Regions from separate parts of the Mus musculus genome. Here region 2 is linked to region 1. Evidence: chromatin contacts called from public Hi-C data. All regions are on one chromosome and are shown on one strand. Each heading gives the region's core, a stretch centred on a gene start, on an enhancer-like site or on the middle of the called end of the contact. The rest is flanking DNA. Distances are from core to core; before and after follow the strand shown. Region 1 has its middle 75 kb from the start of Gm24957. Region 2 overlaps Gm39436 (predicted gene, 39436).

The links. A called contact is a pair of places that touch in the nucleus more often than the background predicts.
Region 2: a contact with region 1 is called in a Hi-C map of cerebral cortex, with 2.6 times the contacts expected there. The contact joins two enhancer-like sites. A contact is called at or near these places in 2 of 484 Hi-C or Micro-C datasets (both in cerebral cortex) and 1 of 115 datasets of contacts at active chromatin or transcription factors (VIP interneurons).

The regions. Positions count from the first base shown.
Region 1 is chr9:112,446,274-112,449,105 of GRCm38.p6, forward strand. No RefSeq gene overlaps it. Among named protein-coding and RNA genes, the nearest start is that of Gm24957, 75 kb to the right of the region's middle. Within about 2 kb of position 1,363, at least 19 of the 459 cell types and tissues checked have an H3K27ac peak or open chromatin away from gene starts, as enhancers often do. A contact at or near this core is called in VIP interneurons and cerebral cortex, where this site is marked.
Region 2 is chr9:113,339,592-113,342,423 of GRCm38.p6, forward strand. All of the region lies in intron 4 of Gm39436 (predicted gene, 39436), which reads right to left. Among named protein-coding and RNA genes, the nearest start is that of Gm39436, 18 kb to the right of the region's middle. Within about 2 kb of position 1,435, at least 19 of the 459 cell types and tissues checked have an H3K27ac peak or open chromatin away from gene starts, as enhancers often do. A contact at or near this core is called in VIP interneurons and cerebral cortex, where this site is marked.

The sequences.
Region 1 (2,832 bases), core at 113-2,612:
CCTCATGGCTCCAGTATGCATGGCCAAGTGACAATAATTGGACTGAATGTGATAGGGACTGCATTAGTACCTACATCACCAAAGTGCACCATTTCAGGTTGCTCCTGGTCTGAGTTAAGCTCCTAGCTGAGAATTTTAGAGAACATGCATTCCAAACTCTCCCTGAAGAATTTCTGTTCATCCCAGTCTCTTTAAGGCATTGGTGGGGTTTACAACTTATTTGGCTTACTTCTCACTTGCCTTCTACATAGATTAGTGTTCAGGCTTCCAAAGGTATCCCTCCAAAATGTACATACTTAAACACAGGCAGCACCTCAGACCTGTCAAACAAACTCCTATGCTAATGAGATTTGCTTGAACTTCTCTGAAGAGATTTTTCTTAAGCCCTTGAGAGTCACAGATCATAGTGGCTGGAGGCATGTAGCATGGTGGCTAACATATTCTAGAGTCTGTCAAAGCTTATACCCTTTACCATGTAAAAGCAGTGACTCCTGTAACAGCTACAAATGCTGAAAATAACAAAAGACCTAAGAGTAGCTTGGGATTCCTTGTAAGCAAGCGAAAACAATTATTGTTAATTTTTCATGTCTACTCTACTTTGGGAAGTGCTGAGCTAAATTATTCTTGCGAGTCACACTGTCCATTTTCTTCCTTTACTGAGTCAATTTTGGTTTCTCATTTTAAAGCTCCTGTCAAAATGAAGTCTGTTATCAGTATAAAGCTGCGGATTTATTTTTTTGTCAGGAAGGTAACCGATGCAGTGACCCTTTGCAAACTCAACCATAGACGGTCTTGTCTTACTCTGACTCCTGCTGAGCTATGCTGGGCCTGGAACACCAGGAGTCTCCCTGTGCTGTGTCTCCTGATCCTCTTTTTGTGGTGTGCATAGTTTTGAGCTGATATGCTTGAACAATTTTGGGCTGATATGCTTGAACAGTGGAGGAAGGGATATTCTGTGTGGGGCTCCTAATAACCTTGAAGAATCCAGCATTTGAGGTAAGGAGATACAGATAGAACCCAGGGCCTTATGCATGATAGTCAAACAGTAAACAGCTATATTGTCAGTCTTTAAAAATATAAAAATGCTTTTAACAGACAAGTAATAGCTGTCTATTTATAGTTCTGTGTGATATTTTTATCTATGTATACATTGTAGAGAGTCAGCCAAGCTGATGAATATATAGCCATCACCTCTTTTGTTGTTGAGGAGAATATTTAAAATGAATGCCTCTAGCATTTTATGAAGCACACAATAGACCATTATTAAAATTGGTGAGCATGTGGTGAAGCAGATAACTGACACCCAGCAGGGACAGATTTAATGGAGCTGCTGAGCTTGGCCTGTTGCCCTGTATCTTCCAGTTCTACAGAGAGCATGGATCTGCAGCAATGGCAGAGAGAAGGGCTGCTGTGCTTTGAATGTGAGTTCTGTACAAAGGCTTGTGTGTTTGAATACTTGGTCTCCAGTTGGTGGCGCTGTTCAAGGTTGGGAAACTCGAGGAGGCAGAGCTTTGTTGGAGCACATGGGCCACTCTGGTGCTAGGGCAGGCTTGAGGCTTTCTAACAAAGCCTCACTTCCTTTTCACCCCCTACTTCCTGAATGTGGATGCAGTGTGACCAGAAAGTTTTTTTGTTTCTGCTGTCTTGTCTTCCCCCACCATGATGGGCAGTTTTCCTAGGGGACTGAGCCAAAATGAGCCCTTTATCCCTTGTCACAGCAACAAGATAGCAACAAAGACAGAAGTGTCCACCTCCTCCCCTCCACCCTGACTGAGATTGTCTGTAGCTAGCAAAATAAAGGACAAAAACACAAACAGAATCTTCAAACAAAGAAGGAAGTAAACACAAACAAATACCTGCAAGCAGTCATCTCCCATCAAATATTCACAATTTAAACTCTGGGGCGCACACTCCTCTACTCACCCTCGATGCTGCCAGTGTCAGGGAAAGGGAGTAAGTTCTTGTACCACCAGGAGCTTGCAAGGCCCAAACAACAGGAATTATACCTGTTCTTAGAAAACTAGACTGACATAAGGAATGAATGGTGAGATGGGAGTAGGATGGGGTACAGAAAGATAGCTCGCCTACAAAAATCTAAGAAACTGACAAAAGTGTAGTCATGAAGACAAGCAAGGTTTTAATGCAATAGTTAAAAATCTGGCAACAATGGAAAGGGAGGCCCTTGGTCCTGTGAAGGCTCAATGTCTCAGTGTAGGGGAATGCTAGGGTGGTGAGGCAGGAGTGGATGGGTGGGTGGGGGAGCCCCCTCATAGAAGCAAGGGAAGGGGCTATAATATGGGGGGGTGTGGAGGGGAAACTGGGAAGGGGGATAATGTTTGAAATGTAAATAAATGAAATAACCAATAAAATGTATTTAAGAAAATCTATAATGAATCAAATATCAAAGTGTTCAATGAAGGCAAAATGAACATTGCTGAATTTCCATTGCCTTAGGCTCTACTGTGGTTAGGGGCAACACCATGAGAAGACATGAGATATGGCTGTGATAGTTTGAATTAGGTTAACACAGATAATTAATAGCTTCTATCAGACCAATGGTTCTCAAGCTTAGCAAATTTAAGAAGCATATATTTAGCTGCGGTATAGTTACTGATCAAAATTTACAAAAGAACATCTTCCCAGTAGTCTTTGAGATGCATCCACGTTCAAGACTTCCCTAAGCAAAGATGGAGGCAGAAAAGGGAAAAAGCAGATTGTATTTGGCACGTGCCCCTCTCTTTTATAGGATTTTTTAATGTCGATTATGGCTTTAGAACTTGATAGTTTTCTTACAGTTTGATTTCTGAATGGTTCTAGTTCAGCAAGGGGGGA
Region 2 (2,832 bases), core at 185-2,684, 890 kb after region 1:
CCACCTAGATAAACATATATTATAGTCAAGCTATGATCCATATATGAGAAAAAATGAATTATTTGTCTTTCTGAGCCTGGATCATCTCCTGTAATATCATGCTTTCTAGGTCCACTCATTTCCCTGCAAAGTTCGTAATTTTATTTTGCCCTTGTGACTAAATAAAATTCTACTGCCAATCATTTTAAGAAGCCCACCTTTCCTTTATCCATCCCTTACAGAAATGTGCTTTAAGGTGCTATGAAAACAGAGAAATTTTTTTTGGCACCATGATAGCAAACTTAAAACCAGAAGAAAGTTTTATAGGTCACCTGGCATCTTGTTTAATTTTTCTTGTCAACCTGACACAACACAGGGCACTCCTGGAAGGAGGAAGCCTCATTGAAGAACTTCCCAGCTCAACTTCATCTGTGGCTATGTCTAGGGGTCATGATCCTGGTTGCTAATTAATATAGGAGGGCCCAGCCCACCATGGGCAGCACCATTCCTAGGCAGGTGGTTCTGGGCTCCACAAGAAAGCCAGTGGGCTGAAGTAAGTAAGCAACCTTCCTCCATGGTCTCTGCTTATGCTTCTTGCTCTGTCTCTGGTTTTCAGTGCCTGTCAGGATCCTCCATCTACCAGCTGCTCTACTGAGCAACTTCCTCCGATCAAGGAGCTCTCAGTGTGTGAGTCATCAGGAGCATCATCCCACCTTCAACGTGTTTTGTTTCAGTGCACTTCCTTACTGCTCGTCCAGCAGCATCTGAACAACATGACTGCTAGAGATAATGTATAAAGGCATTGTAGAAAGCACCAGCAACACCCTCATTTGTTCATTTATATTTTTTATACCTAGTTTATTTGTGTGTATGGACCACGCGAGCATGTGTGTGCTCTCTCATGTGTGTGGGTGTGCAAGTTCCACAGTGCATGGAAAAGTCAGAGGACAGCTAACGAGTAGTCAGTCAGTTCTCTCCTTCCAACCACATAAGTCCAATGGGTCGTCAAGCTTGGCTGCAGTTGCTTTGACCCACAGAGCCGTTTCACCAACCTTCATTTGGCTAACAAATAATTCATGAGCACCTTGTACATGCTAGATACTGTTCCAGCCACTGGAGATAATGCTGACCAAGAAAAGTCCCCTGTCTCAGGAAGCTGACCCTGCCTTCAGAGAAACCAGTCATAGGCATAGGATGTCAGAAGATGACGACCATTGTGAAAAAAAAAATCAAGCAGGCTAAGAGAAGCAGTGCAGAGAGGATGGGACCCAGGGATGGTGCTTTATTTCAAATCCTCAAAGATAATCTCTCTCCGAGGAGGTGACATTTGAATAGAAACAAAATGGAATGCCAGACAAGCACTCTCGTCTGGGGAAGAAAACAGTGTGGGCAGGGAGAATGGAAGGTGGGAGGGAATCAGTGAGTCAGAGAGTCAGGAGGAGGCCAAGTGTGGACAGAGAGCCTCCCTTTGCTGCCCTTGGAGGCGGAGAATGGGCAGACCCAAAGCACTAAAGTGTTCAGTGAGGAGTCTTCAGAGAATTTGGAAACAGCCACGTGGTGGCACCCCCGAGGATTTTGAAGAGTTGCATGGACAGCTCCAGGCAAGGAGGCTGCTGAAGAAACAAGCCAGTAAGGAAGCAACTGAAGTAATCATGACAGCGAGCAGTGAGAGGAGAAGGAGCCACACTCTGGGAATCGCTTTGGAAGTGGGCACACCAGCTGAGAGGTGAACAGGAAGTCACGCTTGGCTCTACCACTTTGACCCAAGAAACAGAGTATAGTGAGAAAGTTGTGGCCAGGGTGAATCAGGCAGACAGAAAAGAACGTCCATTCTGATTGGGGACACAAGCTTGACAGAGCCGGCCTTTGGGTAGAGACTGGTGCTGACTTTTTTATTTGTTTTGTTTTGTTTTTTCGAGACAGGGTTCCTCTTTCAAGTTTGGTCCTCCTAAGAAAAGTTGACACAAGGCAGCACATTCAAAAATCATCACACATGTGACTTGTCATCAAAGCCATGAGCACCTCCATGATCAAACTTCTGGATTTTTCTAAGTAGCTACATTTGATGCACTGGTTGATAGGATCAGAATATAGAATAATCGAAACCTCTATCTCAAGAGCCCATATTGCCAAACCAGAAAGGCTTCCAAACCTACACAAAATCATTTTACTAGTTCTACTCATGGAATCAGACAAATATGAAGTATGTGTGAGCATGAAGAGGTAAAGGTGACCGAGGGAGGGGATTTAGACCAAAACCACCTAGAGGTGTACAGTAGGGTATACCCAGTGGCAACTCATACACACAGAGAGGCATATGGAAGGATAGGTGCAAGATGACTATGGATAGATGGATAGACAGGCAGACAGACAGACATGGGCAGGCAGACTTGCAATGGGCATGGATACTTGATTTGCCACAAGGAATATGTCCATTTCAAGATTCTGCCCCCCGTTGTCCTCATTTAACTCAGTACTTTCAAATTTATCTTCCTGTGTCTATTCCTTGCTTGTCCCAACCCAAAATTCCATTTTTAAGCTCACTCTTGTCAACCAGACTTGCAAGAGCAGTATTTTATGCGCTAACTTGTGATCTGTTATTACTTTCAAAGATGACACTGGGTTTCTCACCTGGTGTGCTCCAGAATGACAGAAAAGAGGCCTCTAGTGGGGAAACGAGATTTTCATAGTTTAAACCCTAAAAATAACAGTCCTATAACACTGAATCTCATTACCAAGCAGCAAGTGCTGTCAATGCTCTTCATCGCTGGTGTTCACGAGACACATCCCAGAGCCCACGTACTGACACCTACCCACTAAACACACACACACACACACACACACACACACAGA